Regions from separate parts of the Sus scrofa genome. Here region 1 is linked to region 2. A link is a contact called in public HiChIP or PLAC-seq data. All regions are on one chromosome and are shown on one strand. The core of a region is the stretch at or near the end of the contact, and the rest is flanking DNA. Distances in the headings are between cores, read along the strand shown.

Evidence for each region. HiChIP or PLAC-seq counts read pairs in DNA pulled down with a chosen protein or histone mark.
Region 1: an H3K27ac HiChIP or PLAC-seq map of skeletal muscle shows a contact between it and region 2. The contact joins two enhancer-like sites. A contact is called at or near these places in 2 of 47 Hi-C or Micro-C datasets (liver and skeletal muscle) and 1 of 2 datasets of contacts at active chromatin or transcription factors (skeletal muscle).

The regions. Positions count from the first base shown.
Region 1 is chr6:70,197,936-70,202,190 of Sscrofa11.1, reverse strand. All of the region lies in intron 3 of CTNNBIP1 (beta-catenin-interacting protein 1), which reads left to right. Among named protein-coding and RNA genes, the nearest start is that of CLSTN1, 35 kb to the right of the region's middle. Within about 2 kb of position 2,495, at least 14 of the 83 cell types and tissues checked have an H3K27ac peak or open chromatin away from gene starts, as enhancers often do. A contact at or near this core is called in skeletal muscle, where this site is marked.
Region 2 is chr6:70,119,001-70,123,315 of Sscrofa11.1, reverse strand. The region is part of intron 2 of CLSTN1 (calsyntenin-1); the gene reads left to right. Among named protein-coding and RNA genes, the nearest start is that of CLSTN1, 44 kb to the left of the region's middle. Within about 2 kb of position 2,320, at least 8 of the 83 cell types and tissues checked have an H3K27ac peak or open chromatin away from gene starts, as enhancers often do. A contact at or near this core is called in skeletal muscle, where this site is marked.

The sequences.
Region 1 (4,255 bases), core at 1,246-3,745, 79 kb before region 2:
AAATCTTTCAGTGGCTCCCTACTGCCTTAAGGATAAAACCCAGCCTCCTCTGAGAGTTCCCATCATGGCGCAGTGGAAATGAAGGAAATGAATTCGACTAGGAACCATAAGACTGCAGGTTCTATCTCTGGCCTTGCTCAGTGAGTTAAGGATCTGGTGTGGCTGTGAGCTGTGGTGTAGGTCACAGACTCAGCTTGGATCTGGTGTTGCTGTGGCTGTGGTGGAGGCCGGCAGCTGTAGTTCTGATTCAGCCCCTAACCTGGGAACCCGGGCGGCCCTAAAAAGCAAAAAAGCAAAAAAAAAATAATAATAATAATCCAGCCCCCTTAGAATGAAGAGCAGGACCCCCTGCCTTCCCCCACACTGTGACCTCATGCTCCATAAATAGCCACAGTGAGTGGCTTTCAGCTCCTATTGCAGGCGGTGTGTGACCATGCCTGTCTGCCCCTGCATTTGCCTCTCAGCTGCCCAGCCCTGACTGCCCCCCAACACACACACCCCTCCCACAGGCATGGCCAGACCCTCCTGTGATCTCTTCCACACGCGTGTGCCTCGGCTGTGCTACTCCTCACACCATCTCCTGGCCCATCTCCTGACCCACCCTGAGCTCCTTGAACTTAAGACTGTGGCTTCCCTCTGTATTTGTGGGGCTGGGCCCCCGGCCCTGGCGTGGCCTTGGGTAAATGAATGGACGGGGCTCTGGGCCTCGGAGCCCACAGTCCTCCGGAAAGGCAGGAACGTGGAGCCAGTTCTCTGAGTGCTGTCTCCTGGTCCCCAGGGTGGCCAAGCCGACCTGACAGCCTGGCAGGACTGACTTTGAACCAGAGGAAGTCAATACTTCTCTGGAAAGGTCGCCTCGCTGAGAAGGCCCAGCTGTAGGCTCCAGGGAGGAGAGCAGGCTGAACAGAATGCTGAGCTCATCCCTTTCTTGTCCTCAGTGCTCTTCTGTCCATGACATATATCGATCATTTTTCCTGGCTACAAAAGGATGCATAGTCATTGTGGAAAGTCGCTGGGGAGGATTAGCTGTTCCTGCTGTGGCGCAGTGGGTTAAAGGATCCAGTGTTGCTGCAGCTGTGGTGCAGGCCTCAGCCGAGGCTCAGATTCAATCCCTGGCCCAGGAATTCCATATGCTGTGGATGCAGCCAAAAAACAAGAAAAAGAAAAAAAAAAGAAGAAGAAGAAGAAGAAGAAAGTCATTGGGAAAGATTAGAAACAGCAGAAGAGCTTAGAGATTCCTATCTCATAGTTGGAGTAACTGTTACCTTGTGTTAATTGCTTTTCTTTCTTTTTTTTTTTTTTTTTTTGTCTTTTTAGGGCCACACCCACAGTATATGAAGGTTCCCAGGCTAGGGGTCCAATCGGAGCTGTAGCCGCTGGCCTACACCACAGTCACAGCAACACGGGATCTGAGCTGCGTCTGCAACCTACACCTCACACAGCTCGTGGCAATGCCGGATCCTTAAGCCACTGAGCGAGGCCAGGGATCAAACCTGCGTCCTCATGGATGGTAGTCAGTTTCGTTAACCAATGAGCCACGACAGAAACTCCTATCTTCTGTTAATTTCCCAGCAGCCCTTGAATACTTACGTATTTCTATTATAAAGTTGAGACCATACAGTGTAACATTTTAATATCCTTTTAAAAAAAAAAATGCTATGGCTGCTCCTGTGACATATGAGGGCAGAGACTGAATCTGGGCCTGAGCCGCTGCAGTGCCAATGCCAAGTCCCCAGCCCTCTGTGCCACAAGAGAACTCCAGTGTGCCCTCATTTTTTTTTTTTTTATCCGCTTTTTACTGTTGGACATTGGTTTCTCATGTTTGCTGTTAATTATAACAGCAAACATTGACTGAGTTTCTTCCAGGTTCCATGTCAAGTGGCACATAACATTAGCCCAGGGAATCAGGCAGGAGCTGTCCCAGGCCCACTTTCACGAGTAGAAAACTGGCCCGGGCAGTGACAGGTTCAAGGCCATGGAACAGGTCATGCAGGTCCAGGGTGTGGCCAGCAGAGAACGTCCAGGAGAGGCTTACGGGCCATGTGCGTTTCTAAGCAGAACAGCGTTCTAGCTGAGGAGCAGGCGTCACATAGGCAATCGGCACAGCGTGCCAGGAGGGCACGAAACACTGGAAGGGTTTTCTGCTGCCTTGTTATTCTGGGTCTTCACCTCCAGGCGCCTTTGAACGTGCTAGTCGCCTTTGAGCTCCGGTCTCTCCCTGCCCCAGCTCCGCACAGAGGACAGACGCCCTGCAAGGGCCAGTTCCAGGTCCCCAGTGCCCTTGGCAAAGGCCTCTGTGTGGCCGGTCTCCCGTGGAAATGCCACCCTCATGCTGTGACTGGTATAGACCCTGGGCCAGCCATCCCGGGGCGCAAGGGACCCCGTCTAGACGTGGCCCATTTCATTAAGGAAGCCCTCGTCCTTTCTCTTCCCTGCTTCTTGGCCCTGGAGCGGCAGTGCTGGCACGGGGGCTCCTCAGGCCTGTTCCAGCCTCTGATCACACTCTTGCTTGGCGAGACTTTCCAGGGAAGGTCCCCGGCCTGAGCCAGCTGGGCGGTCCCAGGGCTCTGCCGGCTTTCCCCCTCGGAAGCCAAGGCTGCCGGCTCAGGCTCTGCTGCTGCCAGAGAGCCTAAAATAGGTCATTTGGTCTCAGGGTTACACCACAGACCTTGTTAAAATAGCTGTGGTCTTGGGCAACCCAGCATGGAGCCAGCGGCCAAGGGGAAGGCCACCCGTTGCAGACACTTCCAGAGACCCAGCAGGCTCCCCCCTCTGCTCATCACCCTGCTTGACCCTCTCAGCGGCCTGTGGGTCGGGGTGCTGGCACGAGCTGGCCTTCTTCCTGGAATGCTCGCCCATGCCTCTGGCCCCTGCCCTTTCACTGCCTCCATGCCACCCTCTGTGCCCACCCGGGTCGGCCCGGCTTCCTCTTCTCGTTCTAGAACTGCCTGCGGATCTGTCCACATCATGTCAGGAGCCCCGCTGGGCTGGGCTCTGCTGTGTGTGCCGTCTCGCATTTGGCCATGGTCCAGCTGTGGCACAGAGCAGGGGTCTGTCGGGTCCTTTGGAGACCTCCGAGGCTCCCTCTGTGTGGGGACCGGCTGCCAGGGGTTCTGAGAGCCCCTCTGCCCACGTGCGGCTCCGAGGCTTCTCTCAGAGGTGCCAGGTGATCACCAGCTCTGGACTGAAATTACAGTCAGGCCCCGGGAGAATTCACCCGGTGGGATGGGAAGCTAATCATTTTTAACGTTAATCAACACTTCCATGAGAATTCCCTGGAACCTAGTGATAGTAACATTGGACCAAAAAAAATCTCATATACGTTGAATCCAACTGAAAACTCAACCAGAAGGACTTGGTATGTGAGAACCTGCATCACAGAAAAAGAAAAAAGCATCCAGGAGCTCCCCCAGTGGTTCAGTGGGTTAAGGACCTGGTGTTGTCGCGGCTGTAGTTCGGTTCAGTGCTGTGGTGTAGTTTTAGTCCCTAGCCTGGGAACCTCCGCATCCCTAGGGCATGGCCAAAAAAGAAACAAACAAGCAAACAAAAAACAACCCCAAGAAAAGGTGAGGGTGGGGCTGAAGAGCAGAGCTGGCCGCTCCTTACAGCATCTGGTTCTGGCCTGCGCCTGGCTGCCTTCACCCGCCTTGGCGTGATGGGTCCTGTCCTGTTGAGCTGAGAGCAGGGGCCTCCAAGCCCTTGCGCACCTCTGCACCCACCTCCCAACACCCCGGCAGAGGCAGACCACTCTCCCAGAGAAGAGCATCAGGGGCCGCTCAGGCCAGCGATGGCACAGTCCTGCTCATACCAGGCCGTTGATCTGACAGCCCCCAACCTCGAGCTGCTGGCCCAGCAGGACGGACACGGGAACGGACACGTAAAGAACTTTAGGTGCGTCGTGGCTCAGTGGTAACAAACCCAACTAGTATCCATGAGGACGCGGGTTCTATCCCTGGCCTCGCTCAGTGGGTTAAGGATCTGGAGTTGGCGTGAGCTGTGGTGTAGGTCACAGATGCAGCTTGGATGCTGCGTTGCCATGGCTGTGGGGTAGGCCGATTCAGCCCCTAGCCTAGGAACTTCCATGTGCCATGGGTGTGGCCCTAAAAAAGACAAATAATAATAATAATAAAGTCAGTGGTGACTTTTCCCTGTCGGTGTCTGTGGATCCTGGCTGGAGGCAGATAGCTGGGGGCCAGGGATTAAATGGGCGGTGAGGACTCAGGGGCAGGAATGATGCTGCTTTCAGAATGCTGGC
Region 2 (4,315 bases), core at 1,071-3,570:
ACATACCTTATAGACTTTGGGGAATTCAGCTTGTTTCTAAATATGAAGAGCTTAAAACAATGCCTAGTACATAGTAAGCGCCATATACAGTGTTTATTGCTACTGTTATGAATCTTTTAAAAATAACCTTTTTGGGAGTTCCCGTCATGGCTCAGCGATGAACAAATCCGACTAGGAACCAAGAGGTTGCGAGTTCGATGCCTGGCCTTGCTCAGTGGGTTAAGGATCCAGCGTTGCCGTAAGCTGTGGTGTAGGCGCAGACACAGATCCTGCATTGCTGTGGCTCTGGCGCAGGCTGGCGGCTACAGCTCTGATTAGACCCCTAGCCTGGGAACCTCCATATGCCGCAGGAGCGGCCCAAGAGATGGCAAAAAGACAAAAAAATAAAAATAAAGATAAAAAAATAAAAATAACGTTTTTACCTAACATTCCATGAAGACTATTTTTCCATCTTTCTGTAATGGTCTTCAGAGTGTGCCATCTTCCCACCACTTTTCTTAAAGAATTTTTGAGTGAAACAGAGGCCAGATCTGGAGCCTTGTTTTGATCTGAGGTTGGTTCGGTGGTGACATTGAGTTTAGTTTAGCGCCGCGATGATGCTGGCGGTGGTGCTGGCATCTGGCAGTCGTGGCGCTCTCACAGGGCAGCAGGGGGTGTTCTCAGGGCTCTGCGTGCTCACTTTATCTGATTCCTTCCAGCTGTCACATGGGCTAGCTAGGTGCTCTCACATCCCCATTTTCCAGATGAGGAAACGGAGGCTCAGCAGCTTAACTGCCCTGCTCTCCACTTAATTCCCAGTCCCTAATCTGGCGTCTGGGGCCAATCGCTGCTCCAAAAATATTTGTAGAAGGAGCAAATGAGTTCGCCCAAGATCACAGAGTGCACAGACGGTAGGGCTGCCTTTAAGCCAGACAGTCTGCCTCCAGTGCAGTTCTTACAACATCGTAAGCGTCCTGGTTCACCGTCTTAGCCCATCCCAGGACGTGCATGTGGGCCCCCACCGGAGATCGCTCATCCGAGCTCCGAATAAATACCCATGTCCTGTGGGAAGCCTGGTCACCAAAGTGTGCTCTGCATTGTCACTCATCAGACATTTCTGTGGGACGCACAGGAGCTGGCCCAGGCTGCTTTCTCAGAGCGAAGCTAAGAAAACGAAGTCTTGCCTGTATCACAAGCTCAGCACCCCCCACCCCTCCCCCACTTTTTTGAAGCTCTTCCCTTTAGTAGGTGGTTCCAGAAGCATTCTTTTCCCTGCCTTCCCAGAATGAGTCCCAGTATTTTATAAGATTAAACACATATGATAAGAATAGAATCCCAAAGAAATTTCAGGGCAAGAACGGGAACTTACTTTTTTTTTTTTTTTTGTCTTTTCTAGGCCCGCACCTGCAGCATATGGAGGTTCCCAGGCTAGGGGTCCAATTGGGGCTGTAGCTGCCAGCTGCCGGCCTACACCACAGTTCACGGCAACGCTGAATCCTTAACCCTCTAAGTGAGACCAGGGATCAAACGCGCAACCTCGTGGTTCCTAGTTGGATTTGCTAACCACTGAGCCACTACGGGAACTCCGGGAACTTCCTTTTGATATTGATATTTCCTTAGGTATTTAATGGCACAACTCAGATCTGTGCTATTTTTCTCCATATTCTTTGTAGGTTATGGGACTCACAGCCCTGAGGATGGCTGACCAGGTTCACTACCACACATCTCCGCCCAGTTTTGCTTTTTCAGCGTGTGCACTTGGGTGGGTGTTGTGTTTGCAGCAATGAGTTGGATGTATCAGGTTAGGCGGCATGAATTTGCCATTTTTGTACATTGAAGATGTCAAAATATCTGAAAAAATGGAATGTCAGAAATTCCATGTGATTCAGCCTCCTCTAAGGCAGTAGTTGAATAGCAGTTTTAAATAAGTAAGGATCAGATGTCAGGACAGAAACGTCCTGCTGACAGTGACTGCCTAGAGTGAGCTCAGGTTAGAGGCCTTTGCTGTCAGGAAAGGTTTGAGATCAGTAATCGCTAAATATTCCGTAGCTTTTCTAGGTCTTCCAGAGAATGCAGCACATAAACGTTGGTCCCTGTTCTCAAAGCACTGATCCTCCAGGTGGGGAGGCGAAGCCAGCACTGGCAGAGGCAGCTGGGGTACCAGGACTTGTGTAGTTCAGGGCCAGCTGAACGTGGCAGGTGGTGGGGGTGGAAGAAGGCAGGAGGTGATTGCCCGAGGCAGGCTCCACCCAGTTCCCGCTCAGGATGGGAGATGCCAATGAGAGGAGGAGGGCCAACAGGGCAGAGGCTCCGGAGGGTCCAAAGTCGGCTCCCGCGCATGGCTCGTCTGTTGCCAGGCTGAATGGACGGGACGTCACCTCATGGTTTTCCAGCACTGTGTCCAGATGGTTCTGGGGCCCATCCATTGTGTGCCAGTTCCTGGGTTCCTCTCTTTGCTGTTTGCGTCTGTGCTTCCAGGAGTACAGCTGAAGACACCTGCAGCCAGCCCCTGAGGCTTGGAAACCACTGACGGGCCAGTTTCTCTAACGCAGGCCGCAGCCCAAATGCATCAGAGCTACCTGGCAGGGCTTGTTCAAAACTCAGACTATTAGGCTCTGCCCCAGAGCTGCTGAGTGAGGATTTCTGGGAATGGGCTTGGCAGACGGCATGTTCAGCAAGCTTCTCAAGCAGTTCTTGGCACACCGACATTTGCGAGCCATTGCGGTCGTCGGCTTGGAGGGGATGCCTGGGCTGTCAGGGTGTGTGCTTTTTGTTGCTGGATATTTAAGGCATCTCAAAAAACTGTTGTGATTAGAGCCACACATGAACTTGTTCCAGAAACCAGCCTAGACCCGTGGGCAAGGAAGTCGAAGTCACTGTAAATAAGGGTCAGCCTGGATGTCCCTCTGTGGGCAGGAGTGCCACGTCAGGGAGAAGGAAGTGGGTCCACAGGGCCCTTTGTCGTGGACGCTTGCTGCTCAGGAGATGGCCACGGTCGCCTAACAGCCCCTGGCCTCTATCCCACTGGGTCCATATTGGTGGGTCTCCAGCGGAGCGCACGCACCACCCGCGCCAGGCTGACCAGATGCTCCCTCCTGGAATGTGGACAGAGGTGCTGATACCAGCTGTGGTCGCATGCCTTCTGTCCAGGCCCTTTTGCCCGGGGACTCCGGTGGCTCCTCCCTTGCTGGTCTCTCGAGCTGCCTTGGTTTCTCACCGTCTCCAAGTCCCTTTCTCTGGCCTGCAGTCAATTCTGGGAGTTCCCGGTGGCTCTTCAATGAAGTCCCTTTTGCCTGAGGGACCCTCAAGTGTTGGAGGGGTTGCTGGTGACCTCCCTAGGGGTGCGGTACGAGGACAGGACCACGCCTGAGCCTTGGAGACACCCCTCTCATCTGGGGAAGAGTTTGTGACCAAACTCAGATTTGGAAGAAGACAGAAAGAATGCCAAGCCAGCCGGCAGCCAGGGGACAGAGGGGGCAATGAGGGCCAGACACTCTCAGCCGAGAACTCTGGTGCAGCTGGACATCGGGAAGTCAGGTCTATACTTTGCTGGGTTCGTTCCTTGTTATATTTTTATGTTTTGCTTTTTAAAAACATCTTTTTTTTTTTTTTTTGGCTGTGCTTGTGGCACATGGAAGTTCCCCAGTCTGGGATCAAAGCCAAGCTACAGCTGTGACCCGAGCTGCTGCAGTGACAGTGCCGAATCCTTAACCCACTATCCTACCAGGGAACTCCGAAAAAAATCTTTTGGAAAGTTCCTTTTGAGTACTTAGGTGATCCGAGGGAAATGAAGAGTGGAGAGAGAGGGGGAAAGGTTTGGTCCATCCCGAGGCAAGCAGAGCTGGAGAGGTTGCGGGGGAACCTGGTGGGGCCTTTCAGACGTGGCGAGAGCAGACTCGTGTGGCGGAGCGATGGCGCATCGTCTGAGCTGAGAGGTCCTTCCTTGCCGAGTCAAGGGAAGACTGTGTCTAGGAGGGCAAACTGCAGGCAGAGGTGCTCTTTCTTTGTTGCCACTGTGGTGTAGCTCCACATACGTGTAACTGCTGTGTAACCACATGTCTGTAATTATCACATGTGTGTCACTAGTAGAAGGGGACATCCGGGTATAAATCAATGACAACTTTAAAAGCTTAGAAAAATCAGCTCCTGGGAGACTGAATGTTAAAGAAATGGGTGCCTGGTTTGGAGGAGGAAGATCCTAAACTGAGTGTAATTTCAGAGGCAGTAGGATATTCACTGTGAAAACATCTGAAGAATTATTGTTGGAGTTCCCATCGTGGCGCAGTCGAAACGAATCCGACTAGGAACCATGAGGTGGCAGGTGCGATCCCTGGCC